2 separate regions of the Mus musculus genome follow, and region 1 is linked to region 2. A link is a contact called in public Micro-C data. All regions are on one chromosome and are shown on one strand. The core of a region is the stretch at or near the end of the contact, and the rest is flanking DNA. Distances in the headings are between cores, read along the strand shown. Region 1 holds the start of Setd2 (SET domain containing 2). Region 2 holds the start of Plxnb1 (plexin B1).

Evidence for each region. A called contact is a pair of places that touch in the nucleus more often than the background predicts.
Region 1: a Micro-C map of embryonic stem cells shows a contact between it and region 2, with 6 times the contacts expected there. The contact joins the promoter of Setd2 here to the promoter of Plxnb1 in region 2. A contact is called at or near these places in 1 of 39 promoter capture datasets (pre-B cells) and 1 of 484 Hi-C or Micro-C datasets (embryonic stem cells).

What each region holds. Positions count from the first base shown.
Region 1 is chr9:110,530,627-110,534,013 of GRCm38.p6, forward strand. It overlaps Setd2 (SET domain containing 2), which reads left to right and starts at 1,971. Exons shown (of 21, transcript NM_001081340.2): 1 at 1,971-2,126. The coding sequence starts at 2,053.
Region 2 is chr9:109,093,804-109,097,318 of GRCm38.p6, forward strand. Plxnb1 (plexin B1) reads left to right here and starts at 1,633. Exons shown (of 38, transcript NM_172775.2): 1 at 1,633-1,842. Gm7628 (predicted gene 7628) reads right to left here. Exons shown (of 2, transcript NR_168955.1): 2 at 39-2,029.

The DNA.
Region 1 (3,387 bases), core at 721-3,220, 1.4 Mb after region 2:
AGCCTTGGGTTCAATCTCCAGCACCATATAAACCAGCTCTGGTGCTGTCTCCCTTCCTGTAACCTCTCTACTATGTGGTCGATGCAGGAGGAGGAGAGATGTTCAAGGTCATCTTTGGCCAACTTACTGAGGTCAAGGCCAGATGGGATACACAAAACCCTGTCTCAAAAAGAATCAAAAAGAGGAAGTTCGGGGTTTCACAAGTCCCTCCTTTTATCCTCACAGCAGTGAGAGAATCTGTTCACAACAAAACTTTCATCTTCAGCAGGTTGTGGTGTCTGGCACCTGTAATCCAGGCATCAGGGAAGCTGGGGTAAGGATTTTGAGTTTGAGGTCAGTATAGCACATAGCAAGTTTCAGCCACAAAGGAAAGCTCACCAATGAATGCAAAACAAAATGGTCGTGGGAGACTGAAACCTAGAGCGGGTTTTGTTTTGTTTTTGGTGGACCTTGAACTTCCATGATATGAGTAAAAGTTACCAGGAAAAAAAAAATCCAGATTAACCTCTAAACAAAATGATAAAAAAATTCTGCTAGCCTACATACAAGTGAAAAAAAATGTAAATGCATGGTAGATGGCTCAGTGAGTAAAGGCACTTTCTGCCTAGCCTTATGATGTAAGTTACAGGACCCACATGGGAGACAAAAATGGACTCACTGTTATCCTCTGATCTCCACGTGCGCATGTGTGTGGCTCAACACATACCATTCCTATAAAAACAATTTTAAAAATACATTTTAGGCTGGGCAGTGGTGGCACACGCCTTTAACCCCAGCACATGGGAGGCAGAGGCAGATGGATTTGAGTTCTAGGCCACAGGAAAAACCCTGTCTTGAAAAACAAAACAAAAAACCTAGAATCCCAGCACCCAAGAGGTTGTAGGCAGGATGAAGCATTCAAGTGTTCAGGGTAAGTCTTAACTACAGAAGATGTTTGTCTAAACAATACGGCCAAGTTAGCTAGTGAAGGATTCTGTTAGATCACATTTCAATTTATTGGTGATTCCAATTAAAAAATTAGTGGCTAATCAAAGAAAATTCCACAAAAGATCTCAACTATCTAATCTGCCACTTTCATGATAAGCAACTGCTATAAATTCAGCGAGGTGTAAATTAGCTAATAGTTTCACGAAATCCTGCTAATCCAGAAATAAAAAGTTTCTAGTTTAATCTAACTTTTTTTTTTTTTTTTAGTAAGACTAATTAATAACCTTTTCCTCAGGACCACCCCCCCCCCCCAGGTCTAACAAACATAGCCTCTCTGACTTTTAGGGCGAGGGCAGAATACCGCGGTGAGGTGGTTTCGGTGGGAACACGGTGGTGGGGGCTGCGGGAGGCTGGCGGGCGGAGGGCGTGTCCGAGAAGCCCAGGCTGAGAAGCAGCCCCTGCTTAGCTTGGTTTTCGGTGCGCGGCCGAGAGCCAGTTGAAGGGGCGAGAGAGACCGAATAAAGGAGCAAGCGGGCGAGGGCGGCAGCTGCGCTACCTCAGTGCCCGGAGGCCAGGCTCTCCCAGGGCTTCGAAGGATGAAGGCGGGTGTCCTGACGGCCTTGGGCTGTTCCCGGGACGGACGCTGTCCAGGGAGGGGCAGCGGTGGCTCCCCTCCAGCTCCGGGACCCGCCTCCAACACTCGGCCCCGGGACTTATTGTTCCGGGAGGCCGCAGGCTAGGCCTGGCCTGGCCGGCGGGTTGTACCCCGCCCCTGCCAGGGTCGGTGGTGCTGGCGCGCCGACTGGCGGCCGGTGGGCTGCCCTGTGCGTGTCTCTTTAAGGGGCTGGGCCTGCAAGGCTGCAGGGCGGGCGGGGTGCGCGTCGCTTCGGGAGTGAGTGTGTGAGGGTGAGAGCGGCGGGCGGGCGGTTGCTGGAGGGAGGGAGGGAGGGAGGGAGCGAGCGAGAGAGCGAGAGAGCGGGCGGGCGGGCCAGCCAGCCAGCCAGCGACGCCGGCCGCCCCTGCCGCCGCCGCGATCGGACCAGCGGCCGCCTCCCCTCCGGTCCCCTCCCCCGCATCGGCCTGCCGCGGGGAGGGGGCTAGCGTCGCCGCCTCCAGCCGCTCCTCATGAAGCCGCTGCCGTCGCAGCAGCCGCCACCGAAGATGGGGGATTTCTACGATCCCGAGCACCCGACCCCTGAGTAAGTCTCTGCTCCGCGGTCTCCCGCTGTCGTTGGTCGCTCCAGCCCGAGGGCGGCGCGTCCTGACCGGTGGCGGCGCGCGGAGTAACGGGCCCCGGGCGGCTTCTCGCGGTCGTGGTGGAGGGCAGGCCGGGCGGAGCTCCTGGAGGCCGCCTCGCTTGGCCTCGGCTGGCCCGGCGGTTGGGCCTGGCGCGGAGAAGGCTGCTCGCGTCGCCGCGGCGGTTGGGGCGGGCGGCCCGGTGGGGGAGGGGCGGCCACGGCCTCCTCTGCCGTTGCCGCGTCCTCGGTCGGCCTGCTTAGGTTCGGCGTTCCGCGCAGCTCCTCCAGGACACTCGGTGGCGTCCCGGGCTTCTGTTGCAAACCACGGTGCATAGTCCGAGGCGCCGCAAAGGCCGACGCCGGCGTCAGGGCGCCGGCTCGTGTAGGCCGAGAATCCTCGGGCTCGGGTGGAAGCTCGGCCCATCGCCCGGCCTATCGGTGACGGCAACTCGGACCGGAAGGGCCTACCGCGCGTCTCCCCGCTTCGATCCGCGGAGGAGACCCGCGTTGCATTCCCGGTTTTGATATTATTTTTGTTTTTTGTTTTCCCTCCTCCTTGGACACTCAATTCTGGCCCAGTAGAGCGATGAGCTTCATATTCTGCACCTTTGGCGCTTGGGTTTTGTAATGGTGGCAAGGTTTGTCTGGTCCCGTTGTTGAGGTGACAGCAGTTTTGTTTTTTAACCTGAAAGTGAAAACCTGGCAAACATTTCTTGATTATGATGCTTGAACACTTTGGCGTCCTATTTCTTAGGTAATAGAATCTAGAATCTTATCTACAAGGATGGCTTTACTGCGTGTGAAGATTTAGTTAAGAGACCCTTTGTATAGTCTTCTCTAAAGAAGATAGTGTACTTGTAAAGCGAAATACAGTTTTGTCGTATAGTTTCTTTTCAGTACACCTAGGGCATTTTTATATTTCTGTTGGGTGTCAGATGGTGGTGTACACCTGAGATACCAACTGAATTAGGATTGCAGGCAGGCTTCCTCAAAACAACAACATAAGTAAAAAAGCAAGCTTCCACTTCAGAGTCAGGAGTCCGTGCGAAGCTTCCCTAAGCCCTCACAAGATCATTTTGTTGTTTTTAGATAAATGGTTTCACCTTGTTGCCTAGGCTGCTCTTGAATTTACTGTGGCTGGCCTCGAACCTGGGATCCTTCCTCTTCAGCTTCTTCAGTGCTGGGATTGCAGGTGCTGACAACTAAGAAAAACCATTGTTTT
Region 2 (3,515 bases), core at 383-2,882:
GTTTCTCTTGCAATGAAATACCATGACCAAAAAGCAAGTTGGGGAGGAAAGGGTTTATTTGGCTTACACTTCCACATCATTGTTAATCACTGACAGGAACAGAACAGGACAGGACAGGACAGGAACTCAAGCAGGGCCAGAACCTCGTGGAGGGGTGCCGCTTACTGCTCAGTATGCTTTCTTACAGAACCCAGGGCTACCAGCCCAGGGGGGCCCCACCCTCAATGGACTGGGACCGCCCCTGTCAATCACTAATTAAGAAGATGCCCTACAGGGGGATCTTATGGAGCGATTTCTCCACTGAAGTTCATTCTTTCAGATAACTCAAGCTTCTGTCAAGTTGACATAAATCAAGCCAGCACCCCACCCCCACCCCACCCCACGGGAGTCTGAGGGTGTGATGGTAGAGCAGCCTGGCATCAGCCCTTAGTGAAGTGGCAGATACGGAAGACGGCTTCCCCCGATTTAGAGCCCTCTAACCTTAGAGGCTTCCAGGTGACGTATATGCAGTTTTTCCCTTTCTGGACACTATGCCAATGGCCTTGAGCCAAAGTCCTTCAAAAGCCCTCAGGATGGGTCAGGTCCTGGCTCCACAGATTGCCATTGGCAAGCCCGGGTGTGAACCGCCCTGCATAAAGCCCTCAGGAGAGAACCTCTGCCCAGGGTTTCCTTCCCAGAAAGACCCAGGTGTTTTCCAAGGAGGGAGTCCAGACTTGCTCAAGGCTTCTGAGTTCTGCATGGCTCCAGGTACAGGCCGTGGAGGAGGGAAGGAAATAAGACCCTACTTCTGCACCTCACAGCCAGTATGCCCTGCTTACACAGTTCAGCTTTGGTGGTATTACCCCCTATTAGTCAGGGAGCAAAAAGGTCGGGGTGTGTGTGTGTGGGGGGGGAAGGGGTGTCAGGTTACATGGCTTAGTGATGGCGCAAACTCAGGTCCAAAGCCCGGGCTCTCTTCAAACAGCCAGGGGTGGGGGCCGGAAGGAGAGGTTGGGTGTTGTGGAGTATTGAAAGAAGGAAAGGTGGGCAGGGCCAGGTGAGAAGAGGAGAAGCTGGCGTCTAGGAGACCAGGTGAAGAAAGTTGGGGGGAGAGGATGGCTCCAAGGGCCGGGATCTAGAAGGGAATGAGGGCGCTCCGGGCGCTGGGCGAGGTGCGTTGGGGATAGTCAAGATGGTGGTTATGGAACAGGCAGAGCAGGTGTGGGGCACAAGTCCCTCGAACTCTGGCAGGACGGGGAAAGGCTCCAGTGCTGTATCTCAACGCCCAGGTAATAAGGCTCGCAACCATGGCCGTAGCCTCTTGGTCCTAAGCGGCGCGCAGGTGAGGCCCGGCTGGGCGGGGCGGACCGCCCACGCTCCCGGCTCCGCTCCTCACCCTACACGTCTGCGTTGCCATGACTACCGCCCGGGCGCTGCAGCCCCCATTTAATGAGAGGGGTTGATCACCCCCCCAGGCCCTTCACAAACTCGGATCCCGCGGGACCGGAATGCGGGGTCCCGGATGGCTGGGGCCGCGTACCCCGTTCTCCCGGCAGCTTCCGGCCTGGTCCGGGCGGCGCGCGGGGGGAGGGCGGCCCGACGGGCGGGGGGTGGGGGGGTGGAAGGAGCGGAGCCCGGGCCGGCCGACGCGGCTTTGTCTCCTTTGTTCCCAGCGGAGGCAGCGCCGCGGCGGGAGGGGCGGGCGGCGGGCGCAGTTTTTTCCGCCCCTCGGTCTCCGGGTAACAGCTGCGGCTCCGCCAGACCCACCTCCGAGGGGAGGGAAGGCCGCCGCGCGCAGATCTGAGCTAGCCCGGAGCTGCGGGCGGACGCCTCGCCGCGCGCATCCCGCAGGAGGGTCGGGCGGTGAGTTGCGAGACTTGGGCAGGGAAGGCGGGGTTGCAGGCGAGAGCCGCGCGCACCCAGGTGGAACGGCCCGAGGCCTCGATCCCGCTGGGCACAGGCAGCCGGAGTGGTGTCTCCGGTGGGTGGCTTCGGTCCTCAGAGTTGGGACCACACTCGCGCGCGCGAAGGCAAACTCTGGCGGCACCGCCTGTAACGCGATTGGGAGACAGAGGAGGTGGAGCTGCTCCTCCGCGCCCCCTCCTCGCTGCCGCCACCGCCGCTTTCGGGACCGGCCGGCCCCTTCCCCGCCCTCCCTGGGCCACTGGTGGGGTCTTTGTCCCGTGGAGCGGCGGAGGGAGGAGGGTTGAGGATGAGTCGAAGCAAGGAAGTGGAGGCTTCCCCATAGGATAACAGATCTTTCAGGCAGAGACTGACAAAGGAGGACCACGAGCCTTTTAACACTTGGACTCTGTCTCGGTACCCACACACCCAGCCGGTGCTTGACGAGCGCCTTAATTTATGGCGGGTGTCTGGTAAATGATGGCTCCCTTCCACCCTACTCAACATCCAGACGGCAGGTGTGTAGTGCACACCACTTCACTGTCAAAAAGTAACTCTCCCTTTTAAGTGGATACTGGGATAGGGGCGGGAGTGTGGGTGGCCGAGCTCAGAAAGGGAAGGCCAGTTTCCCCCAACTCCCAGACAAGTGCAGATGTGGAAGGGGCTGAATTTGTGAGTCTTCTTGGTTGTGAGAGCAGCTGCAGGAGAGGGTTAGGTGTTGCTTGTCCTTTGCAGAAGTCAGGCAACCAGTCTTGGGCCCTGCCGTAGGGTTTCGGGGAGTGTGGGTTCTAAAGAGGCCTATGGGGCAGGCCTGGGCACAGGCAGAGTTAGTTAGACTTTGGCGATGAGCCTGGACAGCCTGAGATGTGGGGAGTTAGGGAGGAGATACTGGCAGTGCAAGTTAGGGACGTGAGGCTTGGCTCCAAATAAGCCCTAGTCCGATCATTAATAAAACTGGGCCGATTCCTCGGCTTTTGAGATGCTAAGAGGCTTGAAAGCGGAGTGTGAGCTCCATATTACCCCTCTAGTCTGGATCTCCTTGGCAGTGAAATGGGGGCTCTGTCACCATGTAGGGAACACCTGCTCTGCGTTGGGTCTGCTGGTTACTGGAGCCTTCTTATAAAAAGCAGGTACTCTCTGCCTTTAAAGAGCTCTTGTCTAGGGTGGGAGGACGGAACAGAAGAAAATGGTCTCGGGGCCCACTCATGCCAGGTACACCCCAGAGGAGTCCTTCCTCCCCTCCCACTAATGGGAAATCTGAGGCTCAGAGCCCAAGGAAGAGCAGGATAGATAGGTCAGGCCTGGTAGCTGGGCGTGTCCATTTCATCTACCACACAGGGTTACCTCCTCGGGAGCCGGAGAGGCCTCAGGAGGCTCCTCAGGGAGGTGATGGCAGGGTGTGGGAGGTAATGGGAGACAGAGGGAGTGGGCATTCCAGGCTGAGGGAACAGCCCTTGTATTGGCAGGGAGGAACAGAAGAACAAGCCTGCAGTTTAGGCTGGAACGAGGGGCATGTGTGGGGGAGGGTGTGGGGGAGAGGGTCTTGACCTTTCTCTCTTCAGCCTGAGGGTACCCCAAAAGCCTGAGTGTGTGCACTCCACTGTTGTTTAACAAAATTCCAGTGAGGTCCTCAT